Linked DNA regions of Mus musculus: regions 1, 2, 4, 5, 6 and 7 are each linked to region 3. The links are chromatin contacts, called in public Hi-C and promoter capture Hi-C maps. All regions are on one chromosome and are shown on one strand. The core of a region is the stretch at or near the end of the contact, and the rest is flanking DNA. Distances in the headings are between cores, read along the strand shown. Region 1 holds the start of Nmt2 (N-myristoyltransferase 2). Region 2 holds the start of Suv39h2 (suppressor of variegation 3-9 2). Region 3 holds the start of Phyh (phytanoyl-CoA hydroxylase). Region 4 holds the start of Hspa14 (heat shock protein 14). Region 5 holds the start of Usp6nl (USP6 N-terminal like). Region 6 holds the start of Proser2 (proline and serine rich 2). Region 7 holds the start of Rpp38 (ribonuclease P/MRP 38 subunit).

Region 1 (3,188 bases), core at 438-2,937, 1.6 Mb before region 3:
CTCCATCTTTGGGTCCCACTTACACTTCCTCCAAGAAGGTCAGACAAATGTTGGGCTTTGAAATTGCTCTGCAAGTTTTGTCTCTAGGTCATTCGAGCTCATTGCATGTTAACCACATAGTCATGTGTGTGTGTGTGTGTGTGCACTTGTGTGCGTGTTTGGGGGGAGATTTGCTTTACACTAAAATTTTCAGGTGGCTTTTAGGGAGTTTTCCCCTCGTTACAGAGTTTGGGTAACTTTCTCAGCAACTGCCTTTGTAAAACCGCCTCACAGTCTTCTGGTGGTCTGGCAGGATCTTTGAAAAATCCCTGTCTCTGGAATGCAACCGAGTGCCTGCTGTGGGAAGTATTTAACAGCAATATGGATTTCACCTTTGCCTTATCTGGTACACCCAGGAGATTCTCTTTCCTCTATCCCCCAGTCCTTTATTTTCCCTGAGAGGAGTCTGTTGTTGCTCAAGATGTCCTTGAACTCTGTATGCAGTGGATGCTGGCCTCAAAGAACTCCTCATTTTGACCTCCGGGACTTTTTACATCCAGGACTGCTGGGATAACAGGCATGGGCCACCATGCTTGGCTTTCTTCCTCTCCTGTTTCCTGATGGAGGACGATTTCAACACTGCCCATACAGGTTTCCTTGGTGGTCTAGGTCATGACCTTCACTTAGGAGAGAGCCGACAGACTTGCCTAAAACGACCCAATCCCCCTAATCTGGGTGTCTTCATGTTTCACAAAATGTTCATTCTGTTCTCAGCCGAACCCATCTAGACAAAAACATGCAAGCAAAAGAAAAAAACCAACCAAACAAACAAAAACCCCAGTCAACCAAACAAAAACCAACTCCAGTCATTTTCTGTTGAGGACTCTGAGGCTGCTTGCAGCGGGGAGGTGGGGAGGGCGGAGCTTTGGCTCGATAAGCATTAGATACTAAAATGTGAAATGGAAAATTTTGAAGAACATGTGGAAGAGGAGGCAGGGAGAGCTTTAGGGAATCGCAGGCCTGAGTGAAAAAAAAAATCCCTGCAGAAGTCGAGAGCGCTGAGGCACACAGACATATAGAATCTGTAGGCAGTGGTCGCAAAGGCTGCCGCGCAGCCCTGCAATCCAGCCTGCAGTGACCAGGTCTAGCCTTGGAGCCACAAACGCATCCTCATTCAGGCCACGCCCCAAGCCCAAAAGCCTCGGCCTCCGGCTCCCGCTCCGGCTCCACCATTCCCCCACCGCCCCACCTCACAGCTTTAGACTGAGGAAGGGCCGGCCTCGTGCTTTCGCCCTTCTGCTGGCTGAGGTGGGCGGGGCCGTGCCCGCTGAGGAGGCCCGAGCGGGCGAGCGAGGTGGGCGGGGCAGTGCTGGCGGAGTGGAGCCGAAGCGGAAGGCGAGGTGGGCGGAGCCTCGCTAGCCCAGGCGGAAACGGGACCACGAGAGGAGCCGGTCTTCACCCGCTAAAATAGGCGGAAGTGGGAAGGCGAGGTAGGCGGGGCCTCGACTGCCTAAGTGGGAGAACTGATGAAGTGGGCGGGTGTAGGCACGCAATGTGGGCGGGGCCCGCCCTGACTGAGGCGGGCGGGACTGCATAGACAGGCGGGAGCCTCAAGGGAGTGGGCGGGGCCGGGCCGGCTGTGATGGGCGTGACCGGGGGGTGGGCGGGGCCGCAGACTCGAGACTCGGTGCCCGAGGGTGGGCGGCACTAGAGGGAGCTGCGGCCGCGCCCGCCCTGTCGCGCCTTGCTTGCTGCTCGGAGCGCCGCCTCCCCAGCCGTTCGGAGCCGCCGCGATGGCGGAGGACAGCGAGTCTGCGGCCAGCCAGCAGAGCCTAGAGCTGGACGACCAGGACACGTGCGGAATAGACGGAGACAATGAGGAGGAGACCGAACACGCCAAAGGGTAGGAGGTGGCGCGCGGGCGCGACAGGGCGGGGACCGCGCGCACCTCAGGGCTCCCGCGCCCGCTCGTGGCGTGCGGGAGCCCCTAGACCGGAGGCTCCGTTTGGCGGTGTCCTCATCCCGAGACCATTGTGAGGTGCAGGTCTCCCAGCTCTCGGGGAGCACGCAGTGGTGGGCGAGGGCTGAGGTGGGCGGGGAGACTGCGACTCGGGCCCGGGAACCCGCGACGCGACAGTCACCTGCCGCGCGCCCCCGCTGGCTTGGCCTCACCCTACCACGGCGAGTGGTTCGGGTGGGAACTTAGCAAGGACGCAAGGCCCTTCCCTTTGCGGTGGCGGCGTCTTGGACCGGCGAGGCGAGGGAGATGCAAGTCGTTCCACTTGTGCCTTGGCATCCTTCTAGTTCTTTCGCGCCCCCCCCCCCCAGCCGCCACTAACCCCCTGTAGAGAGGAAACCCGCAGAGCCGGCGGTGGGGGTGGGATAGGGATGCGCCTCTGGCGGTCTCGGCTGCTGGCGACGAACTGCGCAAAGTTCTGCCTCCCAGGCCGGGAAAGGGGCGCCGAGACCGGGAGAGGGGGAGGGAGACAGGTCTCAGCCGACGCCTGAGGGCGTTCAGCTTTGCGGCCTCTGAGCGTGCCCTCAGAGCTTTCTAGAGCAGAGCTGACGGGTGAACGGAGTTCCCGCGGCCCCGACCTTGCCCCTCCTGCAAAACTGGTGTCTGATCTCCAAAGCCAAATGCACCAAGTACTTTAACATTTGATCGGTTTCTCAATCTATGCTGCCCTCTTTTCTCCCCTACAGACTTGATTTTTTTTTCTTCGAGAAAAGACTGCTTCTGGTTAAGGCTGGTATTGAAGTTCTGTTTTAGAGGCGGGGTTTGGAGGATCATTTTAAATAAAGACCGGTGTCCCTTTGTAGGTGCTGTTTGCCTCAGCCTTTTACCCTGTTGGATTCAAACTATGCGCTGGCACAGACTGTTACTGCTGCCCCTTAGAAGTGAGATTCTGCGAACCATGGTGACTGGAGAAGTGGGTCAGCCTAAAAACACGATAGGGAAGCCTGAGTCACAGATGGCTTATTTATTCAGTTCATGGAGAGTCTTTAAAGTATTTGTATTTTATTTCAACGTTTACTTTAAGCTTTAAGAAAGGAGGCTGTATTGATCTTGAATACGTTATCAGATATTAAATGACAAATGTCAAAAAAGAAAAGCTGACTACATATATCTCCCTTTGGCATGTTGCTTTTTAAGGTTTTCAGCGAACAGTTCAGTGGCAGCTGCAAGTACTGAATGTTATCATTCAAGT
Region 2 (2,854 bases), core at 121-2,620, 1.4 Mb before region 3:
CGAAGTGGTGGGCAAAAACCTTTTTAAGGTAAGTTTCCAGGAAGGGACAGCGTAACCGCTCAAATTTTCCCCGCAGTCCTTCCTCATCCTTCCCAGTAAGGACTTCATTGTCAGAAACCAGTGAGGATAGCTTCCGAACTCCAGTGACTGCAAACAACTCATATTTCTGGCACCTGCAAAAAGACTTTCCTTCAAATTTGCCAGAATACATTTATTTGCTTAGGTGTGGCGGTTTGGAGACAAGAAAGCTGTAAAAAACGTCTCATAAATCGCTTCTAAAAATCTTAAGGCTGTTTTGTCTTAATGCTAATCTCCTTATGCTAATCATCTGCAAAGGAGAGTCCTCTTGTTTATGTAACCAAGTTGTTTGCTGTTTTATTTATCTTTTCAATTTTTACCCCTAGCTGAGAATCTGAAAACACAACACTATAATGGAGGGTGGTGTTGAATCGGAGGATCAACGTACATATATTCGTATGAAAACGTCATAACGAAGCGTTACGTGTAATTACAATGCACCGCCCCTCGCAACAGAAATGCTACATTTTGGGGGCATCTCGAAATGTTAAAAAGAAAAATTGCCAACACTTGGTTTACAAAATCCCACAGCCAAAAATGATGAGAGGAAAACGCCTCATTGTCTAGATTATAACATCCCGTTTATAAAAACCATTCCACCATCCCATCCCCACCACGCTTCAAGGAGGCAAGAGCTACCTACGGGAATAATAGTGTCACCATCTGGGTGGAGCGGAGGAAAGAGCTGGAGAACAACCTTTTCATTCCAGAAGGCTTTGCACAACCCAGACTTTCAAAGGGCGCGCGACTCGAGCGCACGCACGCGCACTGCGTGCCCCGGCTTCAGCATCCACAGAAATAACCTGCAAGTTCCAGCCGGGCCCCCCAAAGTTTCCCGGAGCTCAGGGCTGCGTGTGCAGGCGCTTCACGGCGAGGCCAGACCCGCTCGAACGCAGGCACCAGGGGATTCCCTTTCTCCAGCACCGCACCTCAGCCCCGCCACCACCCCCAACCCCCGGCTCGGAGGTGGCGACCGCTACCGCCGCAGCGCGTGTGCTTTCCTGCTCACCCTTGAATAAGGCACCTCGTGCACACTCGTCGCCAAAGACCGCGGCCCGCGGAGCTCCGGACCACGCTCGCTGGGAGCCGGCGCGCCTCTCGCCCGCAGACGGCCGCGAGCGTCGCGCCGTCAGGGTCTCCGCGCGGCGGCGTCTCGCCGTTCGCCTGGCCTTGGGCCTCGGGGGCGGACCTGGAGCCCGGTGACACCGCGCTCCTGCCTCACTGCCCCGTGCCTTGGCCCTGGCCGCCGCCATCTTGCGGAGCTTTCATTCAAACTGGCGCGGTCAGCCCGAAGAACTCAGCTGGCCACACGCCCCGCCCCGGCCCGCCAGGGACTCCGGAGCGGGGAGGCTGAGAGGAGCGAGGCGTTCTGACGTCAGCGGAGACCGACCCCTGCGGTGGTAGCTACCGCGCCTGCGCCGCACGGTGGGGGCGGGAAGGGGCGGGGCCTTCCGTGGAAACTGGCCCTGCCCGTCGCTGGCTTGTTACTCGCTTTGACTTCGGAGGTCGCTTGCCATGATTCTTCATGCGGTCCCCTGAGTCGCTTCACAAAGACCTGACGTGCCCGCCACAAAACGCAAAATAGGCTGTGCGGGGTTAGTGTGCGCAGGTAGCTCCTTTCCCACTCTTGTTCCTCAGCACTTCAACCCAACGAAGCCCCACTACTTTTCCTTTCACTCCACACCACCAGGACTCAGGATCTTAAAATTTGACTGCATGTTGGGTTCACCTGGAGAGGTGCTGTCTGTTTAAACCACTCAAAGAGATTCTGATGAGTTGATGTGGCCATGTAGCAGCTGGACTCAAAGGAAAAGCCTGACAATTGTGAGAATCCAACCAACCCCGCCAAGAACCCTCTTAGTTAAGGCAAACGTAAAAGGTACACTTAGGACAAGGACTTACTAACATTAACAGACTTAAGCTGAGGGCAGGTTTTAGCCATATATGCTTGGGGAGAGTCAGGTCGTTCTCGGTTTTACCACTGTAAATCTGAAAACTTGTAAGAGGAACCATTATACACAAAAGACCATCGGCAATTCTGTAAGCCAGTCATGTCAATGCTATTCACAAGCACATACTGCCTGTCTTCTCTTCAGCCAAAACAGCCTAGCTGCCTTGACCTCTCCATTGCTCCCCTTCCAGCCACTTCCCACCCAGCTAAGGAGACTTTAAAACAGAAAATGAAACAAGCCTCAGACTTGCTTTGTCTGAGAAGCATGTTCAAGTCCTGACCCTTTTGCTTCCACTTTGGTGAGCTGGAATTACAGGTGCTAGCCAAAGCTCCCTTCTCCCCCAATAAACACTTTAAACTGGAAATCACGGTCTAGATCAAAGAACTGACTGACTCCCCTTCATGTGCTGCTCCCTCTCACGTGACTAGATTTAACTCAAATGTTACTTCTTCAGAGGCCACTCAGGCATTCTGTCTGGCTTTGTTCTCTAGCTCTTCTTTAAAAGCTTTTGTCAAAAAACGGTCAGGGTAGAGTCTTACAAATATTTTTGGTCTTGCTAAGTTTTATTTTAAAAATTGGCAAAGGATGCTGGAAGCAGAGGATAGCTTGGTGGAATAGCAGTTGTCTGATAGATCCAAGGCTCTGTGTTTTTTTGTTTGTTTTTTAGACAGGGTTTCTCTGTGTAGCCCTGGCTGTCCTGGAACTCACTTTGTAGACCAGGGCTGGCCTCGAACTCAGAAATCCACCTGCCTCTGCCTTCCGAGTGCTGGGATTAAAGGTATGTGCCACCACTGCCTGGCTCCCTTGTTTTTCTTAATTCTAGG
Region 3 (2,903 bases), core at 212-2,711:
CATGGCGGCAATAGAAACCCTAAGACAGGCCCCAAAGCCATAATTCTCTCTGTTTTTTAGGGAAACCAGTCATCCTCAGAATGACGGTCTTAATCTTTCAATTCTGCTTGAGGTGACCCAAATTCAGACTAATTTCAGTTTTGTTTTCTTCCTTCTCCCTGCAGTTCCCATTTTGCACCAGGTGAGGGCAGTAAGAACACACCTATTTCCCAAGTGGGGGGTGGGGGGGGAATGCAGTCAGTCCTGCTTTTAAACTGTGGGCTAATTAAGCCGGTCTCTCAGGACATGGTCAGGCTTCCACCAGGTTGCTCAGGCTGGACAGATGAGGTTGGGAGATAAGCAAATGACCAAGCCGGCCCTGGGAGCTTCAGCTAAGCGAATCTCGTCCTAAAGGTCAAGGCACAAAGGGCAAATCTCTGCAACCTGAAAACAGGAAGTAGCCAGCTGGTTACTTGCTTGTCTCTCCTGGACTATGGCACTGTCACCAAATTATCTAATGAAAGCATTTAAGAAACAATAACATGTTTATGGAGTAACTAGAAGCAATCTAGAAGTAACTCTCTTAAGAGACCGAGAGACAAAGAGATTGAGATTATGTGTAGTGGTTGAATTTCAAAGACTTTAGGAAAACAGTTTTGTTTTGTTTTGGGTTTGGTTTGGTTTGGTTTGGTTTGCTTTTTCGAGACAGGGTTTCTCTGTGTAGCCCTGGTGGTCCAGGAACTCACTTTGTAGACCAGGCTGGCCTCGAACTCAGAAATCCCCCTGCCTCCGCCTCCCAAGTGCTGGGATTAAAGAAAACAGTTTTTAGCTACATAAGAAATTTTACATGTTATACTGGCTGGTGAGATACACAGTGGTTAAGGGAGCTTGCTGAACAAACCTGACCATCAGAGTTCGATCCCCAAAACTCAGGTGGTGGAAAGAGACTCAACTTCCCTGAAGATTATTTCTCTGATCTCCACAAACAAGGATGCAAACATACATACATACATACACACACACACACACACACACACACACACACACACCACACCCCATCACCACTACCACCACCACACACAAAAATGTAATGTAAGTTATCCTAGACCGTGTGGATCGCTCTTCTTAAAAACTAACAGCCAAACTTTCTAATATTTTAGGATGAATTCACGCTAAATTTAATGTCTCTTCTGAATAACACAGATGATTTTAATTTTTAGTGGGAGAACTAGTCACATAGATTAGTTGTTCATAGATTAAAACTACCAAGTTAAAAGGGTGGCTCAGATCCCTAACGGCCTCGGGCTGCTCGGCTTGCATCACCCCAGTCGCAAAATTTCGGACCTTGCAGATTAGAACAAAGACACAGCGGCGGGGAGCAAGGACTCCAGACAGCCTAGGCTCGCTCCCTCATCCCCAGCTCCCCAACCCCCAGCCTGGGGGAGGTGGCGCTGTGTCCTGCCCTTGGACAGAACTCCACCCTCTACTAGGAGGCGGGGCCTTGCCGTAAGTTAAGTGTGACCTGGGCGCAGCAGTTTCGTCTGCTGGCCCCCACCATGAATCTTACGCGCGCCGGCGCCCGGCTGCAGGTCCTTCTGGGACACCTCGGCCGACCCTCGGCCCCAACGATTGTATCCTTTGGGCTGTGGAAGGGCTCACAGGCTCGAAGGAGCCTCTCCGCCCTGGTGGTGGCTTCAAGGACATAAGAGAGCCTCTGCGCCGCCATCTCTTCCCTGTCTCCATCCCTAGGGTTCCCGGGTGGAGGCTGCATCCCCAGAGAGCCCTCGTCTTCTGGAAGGGCTCTCTGGTGGGACTTCTCTAGGCAGCATTTTGAGCCTTCAAGAAACCGTGGTTTCTTGCTGGTGTAAAGCGGGAAGCATAAAGCGAAAGGTGACGACGTCATCACAAAGAGGCTTGCCATTTTTTGAGTTGACTTCTGCATCCAGAAACACCAAGGACAGTTGCCCACAGGTGCTTGCCTGTGACCAAGGCCGGCAGAGGCAGGGATTCTCAGAGGTCAGGAGGAGGCGCCAGTCGCCAAAAAGAGAAGGCTCAGGACCCTGTCCAGCAGGTAGCTAGCTGCCCATCTCCACCTGCCCTCTGTCTGTCACCATCCCACTAGCTGTGTAAGCTCCCACTCCAGGGGCCAGGTGTCCCCAGTCTCCTGAGGACTGAACTGGTTCCCGGAAAGCGACTTCAGAAGCGAGTGCCTGGTGATAAATGCTTGTGATCCCCCTGGGAGGTGCAGGTGCAGACTCGAGGGTTGGTTGGTTGGTTGGTTGGTTGGTTGGTTGGTTGGTTGGTTGGTTGGTTTTTCGAGACAGGGTTTCTCTGTATAGCCCTGGCTGTCCTGGAACTCACTTTGTAGACCAGGCTGGCCTCGAACTCAGAAATCCGCCTGCCTCTGCCTCCCAAGTGCTGGGATTAAAGGTTCGTGCCACCACCGTCCGTCCGGCAGACTTGAGGATCTTAATGGCCAGCCATCCTGGCCAAAAGTGACAGACGGTCTAAAAAGCAAAACAAAACACTAAACCAAGGCTTGGAAGCAGTTATGCACACGAACACGTGTGTGTACACACACATCACACACAAACACATACATGCATACACTCAGACTCTTGGGGGATGGGAGGAAGCATCAAACTGTTGGCCCCTCGCCCTAGAAATTGCTAAAAATGAATGGTTTAGGGTTTTCAGTGCCTGCCACCTCCGAGGCTGATCATAATAGTTGTTTATTTGGCCTTCCCTGTTATTCTGCCTGTGGGGCTTTTGGTTTATAAGCAGCGGTGTGCCAGGCTTACCTCAAGCTTAAACTCTACAGGCTAATAATGTAACTTCATTTTACACTGAGAAACTAATGGGGAAAGACCCTGATTAGTGTGTATTGGACTAAAGCAGTGGTTAGACCTGCAGGCCATGTAGGG
Region 4 (3,238 bases), core at 190-2,689, 1.4 Mb before region 3:
CTGAGTGACACCCATTCAGGCCTTAAAGTCATCTTCTGTAAATAATCAGTGATGGGACTTATGGGGTTGCTCTTCCTTTGGGAATTTCAAACTGAGGAATTGCATAACCTCAGTAGCAAGACATTCTTGGCAAACCAGGAATTTTTGCAATGGTTGATAATTGCTTAGGCAATGGGTCCTTCAGACAACGAGATCAGAGAAGACATTCTGGTATTCAGTAATTGACTTGCCAAAAGGCCTTTTTTTCGTAACAATCAATAAAAGCACAAGGCTACCCGAGTTCAGTCCTCAGACTACTCCACCTTGCAAAACCTTACTAGGTTGGCAGTGTCTCTCTTTCTTAGATTGTCCCTCATAAACTGGTCTTTTAACTGCCACTATTTGTTTCTTATAGTTTAATAAAAGGCTTCTTCTAGCCCATGCATTTTCCCGTTTAGATCTGTGCAGTAAGCTGGATCAAATGTATACAACATTCTATACCTAGCAAGCATGATTACACGACTCTCCCACAAATACAGCTTTTCCACCTGCTTCCCTACAAACGAAGTAGCTACTCCCCTGGGACTTTCCTGATAAATCGAATGAGACTTAAAACCGAAGATAGCATCGGTTAAATTCCTTAACATTGTTCCTTCTCCATCGATATTGAGGAGGAAAAAGCTATAGTTCCTTGTTAAGTTCTCAGTTCTAGAATCAAGTGTGTACAGCAAGAGTCAGTTCTTAACTAGGAACCCTTCTCTCGAGGGCAGTTACACAGTGCTCTGGTTGCTCAGAAATTCAAATACCTCCCACCTCCGGGAACCCCGAACCAGTGACGTCACCGTGACCTCTTAGGGACTCTGCGGTCAGTTGTCACTAGGACTTCTCTAGCATCCAGGGGGTCCTGACATCCAGGTTTGTTCTAGGCGTCTTTACAAGAACGATGTCCCCCGCCCCGAGGACTCCAGGCATCCTGGAGCCCTGACGTCTTTTGAACTCTTCTGGGCATCCTATGGCCCGGTCTCCTAAGTGCACCCTGCATGCTTGAGGCCTTTTCGTCCCTAAAACTCCTCAAACAGCCAAGACGTCCAGGATACCCTGGAGTATCCAAGATCCGGCTCTCTGTATCCACCCTCCACACAGCGTGCTTGGCCTTGGAGGGAGAGCCGAGAACCCGCAACATTGCCACTTGCTTGCACGCACGGTTCCCGGGCCGATGACCCGGAGCCCAGAAAACAGGGTGGCCGCCACGGAACCCGGAGACAGCTTCCCAGGCTCACCTTGTAGACAGCCACACAGGCTGATGTGCAGCCCAGGTGCACGCCGATCGCCGCCATAAGGCGGCGGAGACCACGGCAGCTCAACGAAGGACCCTTCAGCAGCTTCAGCTAGCTTCCTCGGAACAAGCCCATCAGGCACTGCGGAGACTTCACGTTCCCGCCCGCCTACTGCGTCCGGTCTGCTGCGCCGGCCTCCCAAGTCGCAGCCAATCAACATAAGGATGCCGCCTTTCATCAGAACGGTTAGCCAATAGTTTTAGCGCATCACTCCGCGCTCCTTGGGAGCCCGGCGTAAACGCCGGTCTGCTCAAGCTCAAGCCGGAAAGGCCCGGAAGAGGGTCATTAGCTCCTCCCTCTCCTGAGCGCCGTTCATCAGAGCCAATGGGAACGCCTGGTGAGATTGCGTCACTTGTTTCCTGCCTCTTTCCGGCTTCACGAGGCAGCCCCCACTACAGTAAGGAAGGTGTGGGTAGTTCCGGGTCCCAGGCTCAGCATGCGGTGCATCAGTCCAACTGCTCTGGTGACCTTTTGCGCCGGGTTTTGTATCTCGAACCCTGTGCTGGCGCAGGGCCTGGAGGCCGGTGTGGGGCCGAGGGCTGACTGTGAAGGTGAGCGGTGTGTGACCTGCTTGCATGGCGGCGACACCGCGCTCAGCCTAGCAATTGCCTAAGCAGCTTCTCCCGGCCCAAGCTGTAAATAACATTTCACCCTTCTGCTTTTGCTGTCATTATTAAGGTGGCGCAGAAAAAGGAGTGAAATAGGATTCGTATTAGATTTTGTGCAAATGGTCTCCGCTGCCAACTTGATTTTGTTGCTCCTAACCGAGGAGACTTGCTTCTCTGCTCAGAAGACATGTTTTGAGGTTCAAACTAATTGCCATTCCTAGGAGGTAAATAAAACATGGCAATACGTTAGGGTTGCTGAAATCAAAGACAAGGGTACGGCTGACTAGGACTTTATAGACAAGCTGCTTTACAAAGGAGCACATTAATTCCTAGAGAACGATAAAATAGACGCCTGTTTTCTTCTGTGGACTTGGCGATCATACCTTCAATTCCACCATCCCACCTGGTTTTGAGGGTGTTATAGTACCTAGGTTTTGTAAAAACAAAACAAAACAAAAAAACAGTGTATTTTGTAGAGGACTGTTAACAAGAGCCAAGATGAACAGTTTTGATAGTCCCTTTGGGACCACTGTAGCACTTCTTGTTTTATTGAAGTGATGTAAACATATATCTTCTCATCTTGAGAGCAGATGTACTGAACAGAAAATGGAGACAAGATTCATGTGGAATGGGCAGTTGAGTCTTATTGTAAGTAAATAGTATTAATAGTAGTTGGAGTCCAGCTTTCTATCAGCAATTATCAAACCTTCCTCTAGAAATTTAAAATAAGTTTAGATGTTATTTAAAATTTCTGTAGCTAAAGATACTGGTTTAACAGTTATAATTTCAGTTAAAGATCTCATCTTGGGCAAGCAGGATTTTATTATAGAACTTCAAACTATTTTGAAATCATTATAGATTGATGTATGAAACTACTTTAATAAACAAAAAAGGGCTGGAGAGATGGCTCAGTGGTTAAGAGCACTGACTGCTTTTCCAGAGGTCCTGAGTGCAATTCCCAGCAACTACATGGTGGCTCACAATCTGTAATGGGGTCTGATGCCCTCTTCTGGTGTGGCTGAGGACAGTGACAGTGTACTCACATATATAAAATAAATAAACCTTAAACAAAACAAAACAACAAAGAAAACCCTGAACCTTAAATAACAACAATGTAACACACACATTTGACATCACACCAATGCACACAAATGGGGACCCTTAAGTTACTAGCTCCATCATCTGTGCTGAGGTTATCAGAGACTAATCCAAGGACATCCAAGGGTTGAACTTGGGTTTCTCTGTGACTCCCGACAGTATTAGAATTTTTTCTTTCCTGAAGTCCCTGCCTTGATGACTTTGACATTGCCGCTG
Region 5 (3,298 bases), core at 240-2,739, 1.4 Mb after region 3:
GAATTCTCTTGAGCCTCTGTGGGGTTCCCAAGGTATCCGGAGAGACGGTAACTCAAACGTTATACTTTAATTCAGTAAGTGTCTTTTGGAGGACTTCTGCAATCTTCAAAGCACAATGTAAGTACATGCGTATGTGCATGTGTTGTCATCAAAGACTTGGAAGCTGTAGGCATTGTCACAAATGGAGAGCTCTTTGGTGACTTGCTAATTTTGGAATTCTATTCCTTATATTTGAGTGTTGAAAAAATTCCCATGACCATCCAACTTTTGACCTGATTTTCACCAAACCAACTGTGCCATTTGTACATACCAGAATAAACAAATCAATAAACAAAACAAAACCCAAAGTAGTGTTTCCAAACCTGGTTTAAATGGAGACCTGAATGAAGGGATGCGCGCGCGCCTGTCTGTCTGTCTGTCCAAAAGGCCCTGGGTTTCACTGGTTAATCAGCATTTGAGAGTCAGAAGTGGCCTCAGAGGCCATCTAAGACCCAAGGAGTCACAGGTGTTAAAGTCTGCAAGCCCAGGAAGGGCCAGGACTCTGCCTCTCCTCAATTCCTCAAGGAACACAGTTTGCAGTGAGTGTCAGGTTTCACCAGCCTGGGAAAGAGTAAACGCAGTGCACAGTTGCCAGCTATAGTAATTCTAGTTCCTGGAAACAAGGACAGAAGCCTTTTAGCTACTCGCACACCCAAACCTTTGCTGCTTCTAGTGAATAAATCATTTAACCGTCAGCAAATTACAGTGTTGGGAAGTTTACATCATCCCCTTTTTACATCAGTTCTTAATGGAAGACCGTGGGGATTAAAACTCTTGACACAGAAAAAGCTGACCTAAAGAAAGATGGGCCAGGGAATGAACACTGTTTAGGCAGCAAAAGGCTTGCACACAGTAGCCTACTTAAAGTTGTGCTGATCTGAACTCTTGGCATAAATGCCTGGAAATTGACTGTGTGACCTTGTGTCAGTAACAGAGCCACTCTGTTGACAGATTCACTGTGCACACACTACCAAGCATTTGTTTGCGCGGGGAACAACTCCACGAAGCAGGTACAGTTTCCCTCTCACTTCACGGGTGAGGATACCGAGTCCAAGAAAAACCCAAGTGCAGTAGGCAACGTCTGAAGGCTGGCGAGCGGACGGGCCTCATCCGCGAAAGGCGCCGTGCTCTGCCGGCTGCCCTCAGGTGTCAGACACAGCACTGGTCCCAGCCCGTGAGTAGCTCTGGAGCGATCGCTGGGCGCCGCCGGGTCGGCGGACCCCCTCTTCATGCAGAGGGGCTCGGGCCGTCGGCCTCCGCCCGCAGCCCATCGAGCGCGCGCCCGGCGGGAGCGCGGGAACAGCGCACGTGCCGCCGGGAAGGCAGGGGCTGTCCGCCCGCGCCAAGATGGCGGCGGCCGCGGCCGCAACGGCGACTGTTGGCGGCCGGTGAGGCGGGCGGGGCCGGCGGCGCGGAGGCGGGGTCCCGGGAGAGCCGCCCTGGGGAAGGCGGGGGCCGTTTCCATAGCGGCGGCGGCTGGAGGTGTCGCGCCGGGGAACTTCCTGGTTCCCGGGCTCGGCTTTGCCGGGAGCCTCCTGGAAGGGAAACAATGGGGCGGAGGGCACTGCGGTAGCCGCCGCCGCCGCCGCGCCGGACCTCTCGGCCTCCCGCGACTGGCCGCCGCCGCCGCCGCCGGGACCGCTTGGAGGTAACTTCCTTTTCTCTTCAGCCGCTGCTACAGGGGCTGGCGGGGTCTAAAGGCGAGGGGGCCAGGTCGGAACTGGCTCCGGGCAGCCGGTCGCCGCCATTCCCGGCCCCGGGCAGAGGGCACGCTGCGGCGGCGCGGCCTGGCCCGAGCCGGCTCCCGTGGACCCCGCGCGCCGTGTTGCTCGCGCGTGGGGGTGGTGGTCTGCGGTGTGATTGACAGGCGGGCGGGCGCGCGCGCGGGAGCGGCCGGGCGGGGGGCCGAGAGGGCTCGGCGCTGCGTGCAGACCCCCGGGGAGGCGGAACGCTCCGGCCGCCTTCCTCCCCCACCCCGCGTGCAAGTTTCGGTCCCCGGGGAGACGTGTCTCCCTTGCAAGTTTCAGTTGCGTCCTGCGGGAGCGCGAGTGGGCAGGACCCAGGCAAACTTCGTTCGCTGAGACGATTGCCTGGGATGCCGCAAGAACTTTGGAGCAGCCCCGGGGAGGATGGGCGGGCGGGAGGGAGCTGGAAATCCGTGCGCCCCGGCAAAGTTTTGCTGGCTAGTTTGGGGCTCCGGGAGCGCGGCGTTTCTATAGGGGATGAGCACGGTGGCTCGCAGGTGTTTTAATGCAGAGAATGAGAGAAGTCTTACTCCATGGTGGGACGTTCATATATGTTGAGCATCGAGATCTCTGGGCTCTTCTTTAGGCACACTCCGTATAATCGACAGATACTTTTTTTTTTTTTAAAGATTTATTTATTTTATCTATATGCGTACACTGTAGCTGTACGGATGGTTGTGAGCCACCAATGTGGTTGTTGGAATTTGAACTCAGGACCTCCGGAAGAGCAGTCAGTGCTCTTAACCGCCCAGCCATTTCTCCAGCTATCCACAGATATTTTGAATTTTATTTTTAAAATTAGCGTACAAGGTGTTAGCTAACATCACGGCATTTTCGAATAAAGCTGCGTTAGTAGATTCTTCTGTTCACTCATTCCTCCTACCCCAGATGCTTTTTAAGGAGACTAATATGCGTTGTGCCTTATGGAAAGGCTCGGTGAATTGGGGCAGTACTGCGACACGAATGGAAAAAGTTGTAGGGACAGTGTTCAAAGTATTCTTGCTGGAACAGTTTAGTCGTGGATCCTTCCTTCCTTCTTTCCTTCCTTCCTTCCTTCCTTCCTTCCTTCCTTCCTTCCTTCCCTTCTTCCATTCCTATGTAATTAGATCTATGAGACAAGTTGTTTCATAGCTCAGAAAAGTTTCGCGGTACGGTTGATTGAGATGACTCGTGACCAATTCCCTCCCATACTGAATCTCTGGAAGTTTTCTCGGTGGTGGTGGGAACTAGGGCAGAGTTTTAAATTATTTCCCCTTTCTTTAACTCACCTTAATAATCAGTAAACTGGCATTTAAACAATGACTCACTGCTTTTCTCACCAAGACCCCACAATTAACAAAATATTTCCTAGTTTGTCATAATTTTATAGGTGAAATTGTAAGCATGCTGTCTCGTTCACTCCTTAGTTTGTACTCTCTCCAGGCCATTATGCTGTAAATCAAAATGGAAAAGGAAATTATACTAATAACAGTATTAATTAACTTGTGCGGGGGGGGGGGGTCGGGACGACGACG
Region 6 (3,260 bases), core at 185-2,684, 1.2 Mb after region 3:
GGGCTCTTCAGTTTCAAAAAACACAGCCCATCTTTATAACTGCCACTTATTCTAATTTCAAATTTCTGTTTTCTGTGAGAGGAGAAAAATGCTTTTAAATTATCAGGATCCAAAATTTTCCAGTGAGAAGCTCACTGGAGTCACTGTTAAAAGGAACCAGTCACCGAGAAAAAGGCTATTACTGGTCTGGGCAAGAAAATACAGAAGATTCCATACATACGCTGTCAAGCCTGGCAAGAAAGATCGTAGCCCGACTTCCACCCTTCCCACCCAGCCCCAAGTAAATAGGGCATTTGTTTGTATTTCCACATTGGCCGCACCATTGGCCGCACCAACGAAAGTACCTCCTCCACCTAGGAAAACAATCTGGAACATTCAGGCATGGAATATGAGGGCAAAGTTTTAGTACACACTGGAGCACCTCACAGAAAATTATTTTTCCTAAGAGTCTGTCCTTCAAGCACTTCCCAGAGTTTACACTTAATACCTGGTTTGGTATTTCTAGATCGTTCTAGGACAAAGCTTCTTGTTGTTATCTATTAAAACTGGAGCCAGAGGGAATCTTCCCACAGCGGGACTCGAAAGTTTTACTCTTTAGGGGGACACACACACACAAACCCCTCTTCATTGTCTCCTTTGCACCAAATAGGTTCAGGCAGAGTTGTCCTGTGGTTAGGTGCCTAGAGGGGGTTAGTTACTTAAATTTAGAATCCGTAAAACAAAAGTTGAGAAACTTTCCGTCTCAGGGAAACGCTGCAGTTTATTTGACTGCCTTTTGTTAAGCCCTGTCTCATTAGCCACATATTCGGTCTTTCTAACCCTACCGTCCCAGGTCTCCCGGCAGACCCACACAAACATCCCCGCGCGATTCAGTTACCTGCGGGGAACCGGCGGGGGCATGGAAAACCTGCCGAAGGATTCGCTCAGGATACTGGTTTAACAGGTGGCTCTGGCCATCTCCGGGTTTCAGCCTCGCAAAGGACACGGTCCTCACGCGCAGTCCGCTCCAGGAAAGGTAAGGGACCAAAGACTCAACTCAGACAACACGCCACGAGCCACTCTCGCTCTCGGGAAAACCCCTAGGTGAAAAGCCACACGTCGCGATCCCCGAAGCCCCAGGATGGAGGCCAACCGGTGGCACTGACCTCGGCGACGACAGAGCCCCAGCTGCGCGCAAAGGGCTTCCCCAGTTACCAAGACCCGGACCGGGAGCCCTGGATGATCCCGACAGCTGCTGCCGCTCCCGGTGTCCCGCGCTTGGCCTGGCCTCGCTCAGTAGGGCGGAACTCACCGAGCCAAGTCCCCTCCGCGGGTCGCAGGTGTCCACGCCGACTGAGACCCTCGGGGCTCACGCCGTCCTCCGGCCAGCAAGTCGTGCACGCACGCACGCCGATCGTCCCGGGCTGCCTGGAGCGCGCTCCCCAGGGCGTCCAGCACCTCCCCGCCGCGCGCTCTCGGCGGCCGTGCGCGCTCCGCCGCCCAGCGCTCTGCACCTCTGCCGCGCGTTCCTGGCGGCCGGACTCCAGTCGGCCAGAGGTAGTCTGCGCGTCCCCGCGATACTTAAAGGGCCAGCGCCCAAAGCCCTTGGCTGTGCCTGTCAGGCCTTCTCGGTCTACTTGTGAGACTGAATTGAGCATGAGCAATCGTAATACCAATGTGCTTTTGAAGTCCTGAATAAGAAGGGACTTCTCCAGCAACTCCACCACTAACTTTGAGAGTTTCGTTGTTGTTGTTGTTGTTGTTTTAAAGTAGAATTTCATTATGTAGGATGGCTTCAAGTTCATGATCCTCCTGCCTCAGCCTCCTGACTTCTGAGATTACAGGCATCCAACAACAATATCCTGAAGAGATTATTTTCATTTAATAATAATGACTGTTATTTATGAAATACGTATACTTTCAAACAAGACACATAACATACATTATTTTGTTTAATTCATTTAGACAATGTTTGTGGGGTCGTGGGGTTAAGTCTTTCTTTGTTTTTGTTTTTTTGAAAAGGGATCTCATTATGTAGCCTTGGCTGGCCTGGAGCTCACTATGTAGACTAGGCTGGCCTCCAATTCAGAGAGAGCCAATGCAGGCTGAGATTAAAGGCGTGTGCCACCACGCCAAGCTCTATTCATGTTTAATGAACTTGTAAGCATTGTCCATATGTGAGTTACTTATGTGATGTTCCCATATGTGTGCACACTGAACAGGGTTTTTAGCAGAGTAAACATGGCCAGCTCCTTAAATATTTATCATTTGCTTGTCATGAAAAATGTCAAAATCCTTCTTGCTTTTTTTTGAGGATTTTGTTTCTTTTGGTTCATTCATTCATTCATTCATCCACTCATCCATTCCTTCATTCGTGTGTGTGTGTGTGTGAGAGAGAGAGAGAGAGAGAGAGAGAGAGAGAGATGCTTCAAAAAGTGAAGGTCAGCCGACAGCCTTCAGGAGCTGGTCCTCTCTTGCCCTCACGAGGGTCAGAGTTCAGGGCTCAGGGCAAGTGCCTCAATCCAATGAGCCATTTTCTTGGCCAGCCAGGTCCTTTGACTTCTTATGGTTATTTTACAGAGAGGGATTTTTGAGGTCGACGAGGCTGAAGAAAGGCCCCGGTTTTGATCCTGTTGATTGTTGGGATATCTTTACCACCGGGGGGAACATTTCTGAGTAGCTAATAGTAATAGCTCATTGTTGTGGCAGCCTTTCCCAACCGGGCAGAAGCTAATGTTCTCAGCGAGAAAGCCAGGGCCATGGATTTTATTCACTGTAATGCTTGGTGTGGCTCGAATGACAACCTGTACCCCCTAAATGTTTGCATTTTCCCCATTTAATGGAAAGCGAAGGAAGTGGCTGGCCACACAAATGACTGGGTTACAGGCAGCTGACAGGGCTGAGCCCAATTCCTCAGTCCTGAGATCATACCTTGGTCTTCCCCAGGAAGAAGAAGTACCTGATTAAAGGGAAGAAAACTTTTTCTCTAATAACACACTGGCCTCGCCTAACTCCCTGCATCTTTAATTAATGTTTACAAAGCACTTTAATCTACATGCTAGTTAATTAGGCAAGCATTATTATTTTTTTTATTTTTACACAGAAGGCTTCCCCATCCTTTCCCTATCACCTCCCCACCCCCATAATTCCAAGCACTAAGCTGGAGGCAGGCAAGGGTTCAAGCGCAGGGTCTCCAGCCTGCATAGGGTCCTCCAGCTCTCCCATCCACTGAGAGTCAATGTGAGCCTGTTCTATAAAAACAGAAGCAGTCCAGCCACACC
Region 7 (3,026 bases), core at 144-2,643, 1.6 Mb before region 3:
GACTGCACGGCCTTTGGAGATGGTGTTGCACTCACTCCCAGTAAGAGCTGCAATCTTGATTCTGTCAGTGCTGCCCACTGCTACAGACACTGGCTATAGCTGCTTCCATAATAACTGCTTCCATCAATCCCCATGAGCTGCATGCTCCTCACAAGCTAAGAGATTCAAGAACAGGTCGTCCAAATCTATCGAGGTGACCAGCAGCTGGTAGCTAGCTTTGAGTAAAATGACCAGGAAGCAAGGGACAAATGGTCCCACCACAACGCTTGCCAAACTGCAAGTCAGCTACTGTCCCTGCCTAGCATGGGGGACACTCACAGATGCTCTGCAACCAAGGGATTGCAAGATTGGGATGTATGTCTCTGATTCACAAAAACCTGGAAGGGGAGATGAAAAAAAGAACCAAGCCTACATAAGATGACCGCCATGCAATACTAATTTTTAAAATGCTGAATATTAACAGGTTCACAGAGCTTGATCAAGTACCTTGCCAACTATGTCTGCAAGCTGCTACTGCCTACAGGACCAATTACAAACTCAAAATGTTTACTCCCATTTCTCAAGCATTTCTCCTTTCACTCATCACCCATATTACAGATTCTGGCTATTTAATGAGGCCTCTGGTTTCTCATGTCCTTATTCAACGTACACTGTGCCTGGTAGAGCACTTACATACATTTTTTTCTATCAAATTATTATGAATTATCCTTGCTGTTGCAGGCCATTAGGCATTGGGCAAAGCAAAAAGCTTCTGCGAGTAATAAAAACGGCTCACTCTAAAGCCAGAGTAGTGAGGTTATCTTGAGGAACAGGCCTTAGTTGAAGTCTCTGGAGAAAACGACCATTAACCAACCGCAATCTAAAATATTCCTCCTTTGAAGGAATTCTTTAGATAGCCCAAGAAGGAAGCGGGCAGTGAGGGATTACAGAAGAACATTAAAGTTCAGTATCGCCCGAACAGAGATGCTGGAGTTGAAGATACTGGGTAAGGACAAGATGGTGACTCTAGAGCCTTTCAAGAAGGGCGGCGCGATTAGAATCGCGTCACAGAGACCTTGATTTGGGAAGAGACCCTAGAAAGGCTGTCAGCAGCAGAGAAGCTCCCGCGGTCTCGGGAGGACGAAGGGGTACCCGCATCACACAACACGACGGAAGGAAACCCCCGAAGGCAGGGATCGGCTGAGACCAGCCGGAAAGAACCTCAGGGAGAGCGGGCTCTGGATGACCCCCACCCCGCGGTGACCCGGGTGCCCACGGGCCGGGACTCGAGCCACAGGCACGCACGCGCCCACCTGAGCAGAAGCGCCCCGCGGAGACCACGTGACGGATCGCTTCACTACAGCAACTCGGTCACTACCAGGAACCACTGCGCCCGCTCCACGTGCGCCTGCACTGAGCGTGCGCAGAACACGAGCTCCGCCTACCTGCCTCTGCATTACGTCACTCCCAGTCAGGGACGTCAGGCGTGGTGTGTGGACTAAACCTGGCACAGCACTGCGCAGGCGTGTATTCTGTCTCGCGAGAGTCTGTGGTTGCTGTAGTAACCAGCCTCTCCCTTCTGACTGGTCGTCCAAAATGACGATGCGGAACAGCTCGGTTCTGTGAGAGGTTCGTCTCTCCTTTTGGCTCTCCATTTTTAGCCCAGTTGCTTCTGCCTTGCTGTCTCTTTTTGTTCTGGGGATACAAAACTCCAGCCCTTATAGCCACCCATTCCCCTGCACGCGTCCCTGGGAGAGGCTGGTTACTACAGCAACCACAGACTCTCGCGAGACAGAATACACGCCTGCGCAGTGCTGTGCCAGGTTTAGTCCACACACCACGCCTGACGCCCCTGACTGGGAGTGACGTAATGCAGAGGCAGGTAGGCGGAGCTCGTGTTCTGCCACGAAAATCAAATAAATAGGGGTTATAGGGTTGCATGTACTTAGAGATTATGTGTAGAATCTTGGGCACACTGAAAGGAAAATAGGGGCTGCATTTAGTTCCACAGCAGTACTCCAGAGTACTCCGGCAATAGCTGTTGTGCCTTCTGACAAACGGAGACAAAAAATAAGAAAGGTTATGAAACAAAATCACTGGAAAGTTACAACTGGTAAGCAGTGGAATAATGTACTAAAGATTAAAAATTACGCACGCCTTTAATCCCAGTACTCGGGAGGCAGGCGGATTTCTGAGTTCGAGGCCAGCCTGGTCTACAAAGTGAGTTCCAGGACATCCAGGACTATACAGAGAAACCCTGTCTCAAAAAAACAAAAAACAAAACAAAACAAACAAAAAAAAAAGGCAGGAGAGATGGCTCAGCGGGTAAGAGCACTGACTGCTCTTTCAGAGGTCCTGAGTTCAAGTCCCAGCTCACAACCATCTGTAATGGGATCCAATGCCCTCTTCTGGTGTGTCTGAAGACAGCAACAATGTACTCACATACATTAAATAAATAAATAAATAAATAAATAAATAAATAAATAAAAATTACTTGACAGGAATTACTTTCTGTTCTTATGAATTTGGGAGGATTCAGGTCCTTCTCTTTATCTTCCTCTTTTTTCTCGGTGTTTTCATTGCTCATTTTAGACTAACATATAGGATCTAGCTTCTACGTTTCCATTATTCACCACCTATTGAACATTTAAACAGAACAAACACTGTTGCTTGTGGTCAAAGATTGTTGAAGTTTTTACAGGAAAAGCGTGCTGTGGTTTCTATCACAAGTAGATGAACTAGATTAAGTTCGGTCGAGTTTTGACTGTGCCATATAAGACGTCCTTTACTATTACCCGCAGTCATGTAGCGCTAAAGACAAATCGCGATGGTAGAATTGAAATACTAAAGGTTCACATAAAATCCTGGCTCGTGGAAGACTGAGACAGGAGGCTGCAGACTGGGCCTTCGGGGCCAGAACTTGCACACACCATAACAGAAAAATAAATAAATAAATAAATAAATAAATAAATAAAAATAAAAAAAGGCAGAAAGAGGGGCAAGATAAAGAAGTAAAAAGGTAATGGCTATGAGTGTTGTCCCACCAA

The links. Promoter capture Hi-C pulls out the DNA fragments that hold promoters and counts their contacts. Hi-C and Micro-C count contacts between places; a contact is called where the count stands out from the background. Capture Hi-C pulls out chosen DNA fragments and counts their contacts.
Region 1: a contact with region 3 is called in a promoter capture Hi-C map of pre-B cells, with 7 times the contacts expected there. The contact joins the promoter of Nmt2 here to the promoter of Phyh in region 3.
Region 2: a contact with region 3 is called in a promoter capture Hi-C map of embryonic stem cells, with 4 times the contacts expected there. The contact joins the promoter of Suv39h2 here to the promoter of Phyh in region 3. A contact is called at or near these places in 2 of 39 promoter capture datasets (embryonic stem cells and pre-B cells) and 2 of 9 other capture datasets (adipose tissue and liver).
Region 4: a Hi-C map of muscle stem cells shows a contact between it and region 3, with 4 times the contacts expected there. The contact joins the promoter of Hspa14 here to the promoter of Phyh in region 3. A contact is called at or near these places in 1 of 39 promoter capture datasets (pre-B cells), 2 of 484 Hi-C or Micro-C datasets (CD4 T cells and muscle stem cells) and 1 of 115 datasets of contacts at active chromatin or transcription factors (large pre-B cells).
Region 5: a contact with region 3 is called in a promoter capture Hi-C map of pre-B cells, with 2.4 times the contacts expected there. The contact joins the promoter of Usp6nl here to the promoter of Phyh in region 3.
Region 6: a promoter capture Hi-C map of hippocampal neurons shows a contact between it and region 3, with 11 times the contacts expected there. The contact joins the promoter of Proser2 here to the promoter of Phyh in region 3. A contact is called at or near these places in 1 of 39 promoter capture datasets (hippocampal neurons) and 1 of 115 datasets of contacts at active chromatin or transcription factors (large pre-B cells).
Region 7: a promoter capture Hi-C map of liver shows a contact between it and region 3, with 4 times the contacts expected there. The contact joins the promoter of Rpp38 here to the promoter of Phyh in region 3. A contact is called at or near these places in 1 of 39 promoter capture datasets (pre-B cells), 2 of 115 datasets of contacts at active chromatin or transcription factors (stem cell-derived neural progenitor cells and thymic regulatory T cells) and 1 of 9 other capture datasets (liver).

The regions. Positions count from the first base shown.
Region 1 is chr2:3,282,525-3,285,712 of GRCm38.p6, forward strand. It overlaps Nmt2 (N-myristoyltransferase 2), which reads left to right and starts at 1,688. Exons shown (of 14, transcript NM_008708.2): 1 at 1,688-1,882. The coding sequence starts at 1,773.
Region 2 is chr2:3,473,616-3,476,469 of GRCm38.p6, forward strand. It overlaps Suv39h2 (suppressor of variegation 3-9 2), which reads right to left and starts at 1,371. Exons shown (of 6, transcript NM_022724.4): 1 at 1,088-1,371. The coding sequence starts at 1,331. It also overlaps a transcript of Dclre1c not described here.
Region 3 is chr2:4,917,535-4,920,437 of GRCm38.p6, forward strand. Phyh (phytanoyl-CoA hydroxylase) reads left to right here and starts at 1,462. Exons shown (of 9, transcript NM_010726.2): 1 at 1,462-1,610. The coding sequence starts at 1,536.
Region 4 is chr2:3,511,375-3,514,612 of GRCm38.p6, forward strand. Hspa14 (heat shock protein 14) reads right to left here and starts at 1,440. Exons shown (of 14, transcript NM_015765.2): 1 at 1,260-1,440. The coding sequence starts at 1,316. It overlaps Cdnf (cerebral dopamine neurotrophic factor), which reads left to right and starts at 1,691. Exons shown (of 4, transcript NM_177647.4): 1 at 1,691-1,867. The coding sequence starts at 1,753.
Region 5 is chr2:6,321,268-6,324,565 of GRCm38.p6, forward strand. It overlaps Usp6nl (USP6 N-terminal like), which reads left to right and starts at 1,490. Exons shown (of 15, transcript NM_001080548.1): 1 at 1,490-1,687. A230108P19Rik (RIKEN cDNA A230108P19 gene) reads left to right here. Exons shown (of 7, transcript NR_040333.1): 7 at 1-344.
Region 6 is chr2:6,128,751-6,132,010 of GRCm38.p6, forward strand. It overlaps Proser2 (proline and serine rich 2), which reads right to left and starts at 1,435. Exons shown (of 4, transcript NM_144883.4): 1 at 1,292-1,435.
Region 7 is chr2:3,331,235-3,334,260 of GRCm38.p6, forward strand. It overlaps Rpp38 (ribonuclease P/MRP 38 subunit), which reads right to left and starts at 1,394. Exons shown (of 2, transcript NM_001013376.2): 1 at 1,293-1,394. It also overlaps a transcript of Acbd7 not described here.